2 separate regions of the Macaca mulatta genome follow, and region 1 is linked to region 2. The links are chromatin contacts, called in public Hi-C maps. All regions are on one chromosome and are shown on one strand. Each heading gives the region's core, a stretch centred on a gene start, on an enhancer-like site or on the middle of the called end of the contact. The rest is flanking DNA. Distances are from core to core; before and after follow the strand shown.

What was found. A called contact is a pair of places that touch in the nucleus more often than the background predicts.
Region 1: a contact with region 2 is called in a Hi-C map of CD4 T cells, with 3 times the contacts expected there. The contact joins the promoter of SLC7A6OS here to the promoter of SLC7A6 in region 2. A contact is called at or near these places in 5 of 14 Hi-C or Micro-C datasets (CD4 T cells, blood, cortical neurons and 2 more).

What each region holds. Positions count from the first base shown.
Region 1 is chr20:63,900,485-63,905,278 of T2T-MMU8v2.0, reverse strand. It overlaps SLC7A6OS (solute carrier family 7 member 6 opposite strand), which reads left to right and starts at 2,391. Exons shown (of 5, transcript XM_015126469.3): 1 at 2,391-2,602; 2 at 2,723-3,001. The coding sequence starts at 2,411. PRMT7 (protein arginine methyltransferase 7) reads right to left here and starts at 2,295. Exons shown (of 20, transcript XR_013411027.1): 1 at 2,216-2,295. LOC114674524 (small nucleolar RNA U13) reads left to right here; the gene lies at 1-79.
Region 2 is chr20:63,849,833-63,854,603 of T2T-MMU8v2.0, reverse strand. It overlaps SLC7A6 (solute carrier family 7 member 6), which reads right to left and starts at 2,851. Exons shown (of 12, transcript XR_013411051.1): 1 at 2,801-2,851.

The DNA of each region.
Region 1 (4,794 bases), core at 1,142-3,641, 51 kb before region 2:
ATGACTGGATGTTCATGCGCCTGTGTCAGACGTGCCTCCCCTCAAACCTTTACTACACTGGCACATTACCTATCTGAAGTGGAGGAAAAAAAAAAAAACGTATAGTAAAGAACTTTAATCCATAGGATTCCTTTCCTGTCTGTGATGTTGCTGAGTCGAACACCAGGACCACAGTGTTTTCAAAACCTGGAAGAGCCCAGGCGCGGTGACTCACGCCTATAATCCCAGCACTTTGGGAGACCAAGGCAGGTGGATCACCTGAGGTCAGGAGTTTGAGACCAGTCTGGCCAGCATGGCGAAATCCTATCTCTACTAAAAATAAAAAAAATTAGTGGGCGTGGTGGCAGGTGCCTGCAATCCCTGCTACTTGGGAGGCTGAGGCAGGAGAATTGCTTAAACCTGGGAGGCAGAGGTTGCAGTGAGCCAAGATCACGCCACTGCACTCCAGCCTGGGCAACAGAGCAAGACTGTATCTCAAAAAAAAACCAACCAACCTGGAACCTTGTCTTGTGTTAACAATTTTATGAAGGCACGAACCTCTTCTGGTGGGCACTACACACCTTCTCTGGCTAAATGCCCTCATCCATTATTATTTGTCCTCTCCCAGAAGAAGTCTACACTACAGATTGAGGAGATATTCTCTGACCCCCTCCTCATTCTCCAAGAGTTGTAAACTCGCATGGCCATTTACAAGGAGGAAATAGAAACCACCATGCCAAGCCCTAATTGTATTACCCGTCAAACTGCAGAGCAGATGGTCCTTAACATTCATTCAAAATGTATTTGCTAGGGTGTGGTGGCTCACACCTGTGATCCCAGCACTTTGGGAGGCCGAGGCGCAAGGATATCGGATCTGGGAGTTCCAGACCAGCCTGCGCAACATAGTGAGACCCCGTTCTCTACAAAAAATTTTTTTAAAAAATTAGCCGGGCGCGGTGACCTGTGCCTGTAGTCCCAGTTACTCGGGAGGCTGAGGTAGGAGAATCACTTGAGCCCCGGAGGCGGAGGTTGCAGTGAGCCGAGATGGCGCCACTGAACTCCAGCCTGGGTGACAGAGTGAGACCCTGTCTTGAAAATATATATGTATACATTAAATATACATATACTAAAATTAAAAATTAGCCGAGTATAGTGGCGCATGCCTGTAGTCCCAGCTACTCTGGAGGCTGAGGTGAGAGGATCGCCTGAGCCCAGGAGGTCAAGGCTGCAGTGCGCCTTGATCATACCACTGCACTCAGCCTAGGCAGCAGAGTGAGGCTCTCTCTCGAAAAAATAAAGTATCAAACTTGACTGAATACCTTCTACGTGCCAGGCACTATATTAGGGACTGGAGCCACCACCATAAGCTAGAGAAAACCCTTGCCCTCCAAGAGCTTAGACTAATGAGAGAGTAATACAAATTACAGACTACATGAATGCAAGAAATACACAGAGCGTTGTAGAAAGAGAAAACCAAGGTTACAGAAGGACTCTTTGAGGAAGGTAGCATTTGAGATCTACAAGACAAACCAGGATAAAAGTTGGGGAAGAGTTTTTACAGGTCAGGAATCCTTACCCCAACTTTCCCAAGAAAAGGCCCTAAGGTAGAAAGAACTAGGTGCACAAGCAAAATGTGCCAAAAGCCTGAGCGACCGAAGCACTTTTGCAGAAGCCCCCATTCCTCATCTCCTATCACATCTTCTGCTCAATCAAGCTGGGCCTTGTCGACTTTGGAAAGTCGACAAGTTTGGATCTTGTTCCAAAAGCAGTGGGAGCCACTCAAGAGCTTTAAGCAGAAGCATATCTACACTGGACGTACGCTTTTACAGAACCACTCTGGCTGGCATGTAGTGAATACATGACTCTCCAATTACTCAGAACACAGTGAACCGGGAAGACATCAGCAGGTCAATCAGAGAACTCGTGGCCCAGTGAGGGATGCGATGGTTGGAGCTACTGCGGTCTCTAAGGGGAGGCTCCAGGCACCAGTACTGCGACCCAGCCCCGCGAGCAGCAGGCACCCGGCTGGACTGCAGAGCCGGGGCCAGCCTGGAACCCCGCTCTCCTGCAGGCCAGGGTGCTCCGAGCTGCCCCACGCGGACTCTAGAAAGGTCCCCGGAGTCCAAGTACGCCCACGCCAGGCTCCTCTGCCGAGGCCCTGGTGCTAAGGACATGATGCTGGCTGCACCCCGAACCCCAAAGCGACCCCACCTTCCCCGCATACCCAGCGCCTCACCTGCCACGGGAAACGCTTCGCTCGCCTCCTCTGCTACCACCATTTTGCCGCGTCCAGCACGCGGGGCGGGATCTATCTGCGCCGAGGAGCGTGCGGGGGGCGGGGGGCGGGGGGCGGGGGGCGGGTCCCAAGGCAGAACTAGAAGGCTATCCCATCACACCCCGCGCGTTCCCACAATGCTCAGCGGCAGCCACTATGGAGGCCGGCAGGACAGCTGTGCTGCGGGTGAAGCGGAAGCGCAGTGCGGAGCCGGCCGAGGCTCTTGTGCTCGCTTGTAAACGCCTCCGGAGCGACGAGGTCGAGTCGGCGGCACAGAAGACGTCGGCGAGTTTGGAGAGAGCAGCGGAGAATAATGTCTTCCACTTGGTGGCCACTGTGTGCTCCCAGGTATTGGGCGTGGTGCAGTGATGTGGAGGGCATCTTAGGGTGCAGCCGTTAGGAAACCCGATCCCTGACCCGCTCGCGAACTCCTGCTTACGCTGGCCTCCCTCCCCTGTTGCCCCCTAGGAGGAACCAGTCCAGCCTCTCCTGCGGGCAGTTCTGCGCCCGTCACGGGACAGCCAGCAGCGTGTCCGCTGCAATCTCCGCGCCTCGGCTCGGGAGATCCGGCAGGAGGGCCGCTACCGGGTGGTTTCCAGCCGCCGATCCTTGGGGACCACCTCGAGCGGCCAGGAGTCCGAGTACACGCCGGGGAACCCAGAAGCCGCCGGGGACTCGGGCTTTCAGTTGTTAGACCTTGTCCACGAGGAGGGAGAACCTGAAGCCGCCGCTGCAGGCTCCTGCAAAGTGAGTACGCCTCGGAAGGTGGTGCTGGGCTTCTCAGGACGGTAATGCCAGAAGACTGGGCCCAGTAGCAGCACAGTTTCATCTTAAGGGGATGCATGATCCATCCGGCGTGACGGCCTCATTTTACAGTTTTGGTTATTCATCCAACATGTGTTTACTACGTGCCTACTAAATGCCAGGTATTTTTTTTAGATTCTGTGGATACAGCAGTGTGAACCTAACATGCAGGTAAACAGAAACAGTAAACAAGTCAATTCAGTGTCAGATGATGATAAGGGATGTAAGGAGGCAGGGAGACAAAGCAGAAAGAGTTGTGCCACTTCAGTGAGAGTGTCACTGAGAAAATGACATTTGAGTGAAGACTTGCAGAAGGTGAATGGCAGGGCATTCCACATATGGAGAGGACTTCTAGGCAGAGAACCTGAAAGTAAAGAGGCTCTGAAGCCGAGTTTCCCTGCTCCTTGCAAGGTGCCTGGAGCCGGGTGAGCTAGAGGAGACCAGTAAGGAATTTGAGGGGAGGAGTGCCTGCTAGACACTCTAGGTACTTGTAAGGAAATGTCTTTACAAGTCCTTTCAGCCTGACTGAGATGGGGTCACTGGAGCAAAGCAGAGAGAGAGCAGGTAGGAAAATTGATCAAAGAGAGCTTAAAGGAATAGTTCTGGGTAGCATACCCAGTTTGAGGTAGATTGAGGTCTAGAATGCAAGTCTTCTAACATTTAATCCAGTGCTTTTCTTTATATTACATTTGCTAAATTCATTTGCACTCACTTCCAGAAGAATTCTATTACATGCAGCGAAACTACAGAAATGGAAAATTTTCCTCGAGGCTGGGCACAGTAGCTGACGCCAGTAGTCCTAGCACGTAGAGAGGCCCAGGCGGGAAGATCACCTGAGCCTAGAGCGGTCAAGGCTACGGTGAGCCATGATTGTGCGGCAGTGGCATTTCAGCCTAGGTGACAGAGTGAGGCCCTGTCTCAAAAAAAAATAAAATAAAATTCTTCTTGTAATCCCAGCGCTCTGAGAGGCTGAGGCAGGAGGGTCGCTTGAGACCAGCCTGGGCAATAAAGCAAGACCTTGTCACTACAAAAAGAAAAAGGAAATTAGCTGGGCATGGTGGCATGCGCTTGTAGTGCTAGCTACTGGGGAGGCTGGGGTAGGAGGATCATTTAAACTCAGGAATTAGAGATTGCAGTGAGCTATGATCAAGTCACTGCCCTCTGGTTTGGGCAACAGAGCAAGATACTGTCTCTAAAAAAAACAGAAAACTCTCAACATAAGGTGTGCCTTTTTTTTTTTGAGTTGGACTCTCACTCTGTGGCCCAGGCTGGAGTGCACTGGCATGATCCCGGCTCACTGCAACCTCCAACTCCCGGGTTCAAGCAATTCTCCTGCCTCAGCCTCCCAAATAGCTGGGATTACAAGTGTGAGCCACCACATCCGGCTAACTTTTGTATTTTTAGTAGAGACGGGATTTCGCGATGTTGGCCAGGCTGGTTTCAAACTCCTGGCCTCAAGTGATCCGCCCACCTCAACCTCCCAAAGTGCTGGGATTACAGGCATGAGCCACTGCGCCCAGCCAATGTGCCCTCTCTTGATAAACATTTTTATAGAACTCAATCATTTTTGAAACTTAAAAAAATTACAATTCAAAATGAATCCACAAGCAACAAGCAAATGGTACTACTGTAATTGTTTATTGTTGTTGTGTTTGTTTTGTTTGAGATGGAGTCTCGCCCTTGTCGCCCAGGCTGTAGTGCAGTGGCGCGATCTTGGCTCACTGCAGCCTCCACCT
Region 2 (4,771 bases), core at 1,602-4,101:
CGGATCACGAGGTCAGGAGATCGAGACCATCCTGGCTAACACGGTGAAACCCCGTCTCTACTAAAAAATACAAAAAACTAGCCGGGCGAGGTGGCGGGTGCCTGTAGTCCCAGCTACTCGGGAGGCTGAGGCAGGAGAATAGCGTGAACCCGGGAGGCGGAGCTTGCAGTGAGCTGAGATCCGGCCACCGCACTCCAGCCTGGGTGACAGAGCGAGACTCCGTCTCAAAAAAAAAAAAAAAAAAATACAATAATTAGCTGGGCATGGTGGCGGGCGCCTGTAGTCCCAGCTGCTTGGGAGGCTGAGGCAGAAGAATCACTTGAACTCGGGAGGCGGAGGTTGCAGTGAGCAGAGATCACACCACTGCACCCCAGCCTGGGTGACAGAATGATACTCTGTCTCCAAAAAGAAAAATAAGAAAAAACCCACCCAATTACTCTTCAGAAAGAGTTGTAATATAAATAAATATATAATTTATTTTTATAATAAATTACAGTGTTATTTAACATGTAATACTAAAGAATTGTTAATTATGTGTAAGCCATTCTCTTTACTAGTATTGTGTTCATACTGTATACAAATAAGTAAAAACTCTTTGTAAATCACACAAACAAAAGAAAAGACAGCGCAACAATATTCACCTGTCAAGAAATACGTGAACATCACACTTTCATAAGCCACCTCCTCATAAATGGGTCCAGTACTGAGAAGGAAATGAAGTCCCTGCAGCAAGGCCTAATTTCACTTGTCTGCCTCGGCCACATAAACTCTGCAACAAAGAGTGGGAGGGAACTGATCAAAAAATGAACCCTTTTAACCTGAGAAAGCTGATTTTAAAAAATATGTATATATATATTTACGTAATTTTTAAAAATTAACCAAGAAAGCAGCAGAATGATATTTCCTTGTAAAATCTAAATTTTACATGCCCGGCAGGGGCAGTCCTAATTACTGGCAGGTTCCAAGACACCCACAGGGTGGGTATAACTGAAGCAGTCAGTCCAAACCTGTCAGAGAACTGGCCTTGTCACATTAAATCATGCATGTCTAGGCAGCTCTGGGGCCCCAGGTCCCGTGGGCACCGTTTGCATAACTTTTTTCTTTTTTTTTTTGAGACGGAGTCTCACTCTGTCGCCCAGGCTACAGTGCAATGGCACACTCTTGGCTCACTGCAACCTCTGCCTCTCGGGTTCAAGCCATTCTCCTGCCTCAGCCTCCCAAGTAGCTGGGACTACAGGCACCCGCCACCACGCCTGGCTCATCTTTTGTATTTTTAGTAGAGACGGGATTTCACCATGTTAGCCAGAATGGTCTCGATCTCCTGACCTCGTGATCTGCCCACCTCAGCCTCCCAAAGTGCTGGGATTACAGGCCTGAGCCACTGTGCCCGGCCTGCATAACTTTTTTAGAAACTAATCTACATCCAAGAGATTACAGCAGGAAACACAAAGGTCAGCAAATTTCTTCTACTAAGAAGTTCCAGGGAGATGGGGATCATAAAAGCGGTATATGCCATAAAAATACATCCATGGCCAAATAGGGAAGGAGGACAAGGAGAGGAAGAGAGGAGAAAATCAGGCTGGTGGTTTTCCACACACTTGCCAGGAAAATAAACTCCAGTATAATGACTTGAATGACGATCTGAGATCAAAGTTGGGAAGCAAAAGCCATCTGCACAGCACACACGGGACCCGAGTAATGCAGGTGGCCTGGGCAGGTCCCCAAAGGGCCTCACCGCCACCAAAAAGAGGTGGAACTGATATCAGGAAGCAGTCACAGCCTTTCAAGTCTGCTCCTCCCAGATCTGAAATCTGGGAGCAGCTCTGAGAGATAAGCTCCCGATGGCTGGGCACTGAACTGCCGCCCTGCGAGCTGAGCTGGCCCTGGCTTTTTCCCCCCATCAAGGGCAGAGACTGAATTCTTTTTAACTGTGTCACCAAGCCCAGGGCATACAAGAGGTACTCAAAAACGTGTTCGCCGACACCCTGATTCCTATTTATACTGACCATTACACAACATGTTTGCTTAGAGCCCAGCAAAGAATTTTCAGAATGTTTCACGTCTATCTCCCCACATTCAGGACGAGAGATAGTCACACAAGATGACAGGCTATGGGGACGCTCAAAAGAGCCATAATCACCGGGGCCACGTGGGTTCCCCAGCGCCAGCAGCCCAACGCTCCAGGCCCCAACACGCCGCAAAACCTTGCGGCATTCTCTAAAGTAAATGGACTGATTTTAAAATGATAATCGTCATTCTTGCGACAGCCCCAGGAAGCCTGGCTCCTGCAGTCCTGAGCCCGCATCTTTCTCCGCCCCACCGCGGCCACCACACAGCACAGGTTCTCTGTCCTGCAGTCGGAAGCGCAGTCACAGTCCCACTCTGGGTCACCGTCGCACAGTCTCACGCTCGCAGCGCGGCCCGCACACACAGAGTCCCGGTCACCCTGCTACCTGGGGTTTCCCTCTCCACACACACCCCCGGTCTCCCTCACACTCGCCGCGTCGCCAGCACACTCCAAGACTGGCTCCCTCGCGGTCACCATCAGCCTCCGGGGCTCGCACCCATACAGCATTTCTCCCACACTCGGCCCTCACGCTCGAGGTCCCTCGCTCCTCGTGTAGCCACCCCTCAGCCGCAGCGCCTCTCGCGCGGCCCCGACCGGCCAGCCCCGCGCCGTTTCTGGGCCGCATCCCGCTCCCGACGGCGGTGGCCAAGACCCAGAGGGTTCCGCTCCCACAGAACGCGGCCCGGCCCCGGCCCCTCTCCCCGCGCGCCCGCCCATGGCCCGGCCCGTTACCTCCCAGTGGCCCGGCGCCGCCAGGATGCTCGGTCGCGCCGCCGTCGCCGCGGCCGCTCAGGCCCCGCCCCGCCACGTCACCCGCCACCGGATCGCGATAGCGCGCGCCGCGTCGGGACACAGTTCCGTGCGGGGCCAGCTGGCGGCGGCGCTTCCAGGCCCCCGTGGCCGCCACGGCCTGGCCGCTGCGGGGTCCTCTGGCCCAGACCGTGAGCGTGGACGCCCGACAGCCCCCGGTGGCCTCGCCAGGGCCGGCGCAGCCCGTGACCTGGGCCCGGCCACCCTCGCCACCCTGGAGTTAGATAGGGCCTCCGAGGGCGTCTACACCGGGACATTCCCGCGGGGAGCTCTCATCGGCCCCCGCACCCCGTTCCTATCTCGCCCTTGACCTGGGCCCGGCGCCCAGGGCGCCCCCTACAGCTCACACAGGGATCCAAACGGCCTCCGCCACCGCCGGGCCACTGCCACCCTGCGTCTAGGAACCCCGAGAAGACACACACTCTGGGGACTTGTCCAAACACACGCACAGCTCAGATTCCCATCCCTTGAGGCCCCCGCACCCACAAAGAAACTGCAGGCTCCCTTGGCCAACCCCAGACCTCCCTGGGGCTCTGTCCTCATTTTCCCAAGAGAGCTGCCACCCCTCTTGGGGAAGCTGCACCTCCTGCCCACTTCCCCTCCCTCTGTTTGCTCCTCCATCTTCCTCTCGAGTTCCTTTTCCTCTGGTGTCTCTGGGGCTCTCTTGTCTAGAGCTTCCTGACCTCATGGGCCCCTGAGCCCTCCACCGAAATTTCCTGTCAACACCTCAAGCACTGACTTGGTCCAGGGCCCTGGGGTCTTTTCCCCCAGCCTTATGACCACAAGTGCATGTCCTCTGGTTCCAGACCATACCCAAGACCCTGCTCCCTGCCACCCAGTGACAGGGACCCAGCCAGAGATGGGCAGCACTTCAGACCCTTCCTCCCCACTCCTCCCACGGCCTACACCCTGCTTTCTTCTCCCCAGCCACAGTGGCTTCCCAATCCCTTTCCTGCTCCCCTTAACCCATCTCCACAGAGTAGGGGATGCTCCTAAATTACAGATTGCGATGACTTTGTATCTCCCCTGCCTAAAAACCCTTCCATTCTCCTCTCTGCAGGCCTGGATGACAATGCTTGAGGAGCCCTCGCTGGTGCTGCCCTCCTGCCCTCTGCTTGGAACACCTCCCGTGTCAGTGAGTGAACATATATATTTGGATCAATCGAGTTGCACCCTTTGCCTCCCAGATCAGTTCCTCCGGCCTCCCTGGCTGGGCAGAAGGACAACTCTGGACACTTGTATTGGCACCCAGCCACTTGTCCCTGCCACAGCTTTATATAAGGTATGCCGGCTCAGCTGGGCCTGGTGGCTCACACCTGTAATCCCAGAACTTTGGGAGGCTGAGTCAGGCGGATCACCTGAGGTTGGGAATTCGAGACCAGCCTGACCAACGGAGAAACCCCGTCTCTACTAAAAATACAAAATTAGCCTATTATGGTGGCACATGCCTGTAATTGCAGCTACTTGGGAGACTGAGGCAGGAGAATCGCTTTAACCTGGGAGGCAGAGGTTGCAGTGAGCCGAGATCGCGCCATCGCACTCCAGCCTGGGCGATAAAGAGCGAAACTCCATCTCAAAAAAAAAAAAAAAAAAAAGAAAGGAAACAAAAAAAACATACGCCGGCTCCCTCTGGCTTTGCAGTCTCACACCCAGTTACCTAGCCCATCAGCTAAAAGCCCCATGTACATCACACCCTGAATCAGATGTTCTCTAACACCATCAGTGTTCCTCAGGACCACCCTGCAAGATACATTTATTTGTAACCATTCTTTTCTTTTGCTTTCAGAGATCTATTGCCCAGGCTGGAGTGCAATGGCTATTCACAGTTGTGATCATAGCTCACTGCAGCCTCAAACTCCTAGTTTCAAGCGATCTTCCTGCCTCAGCTTCCTA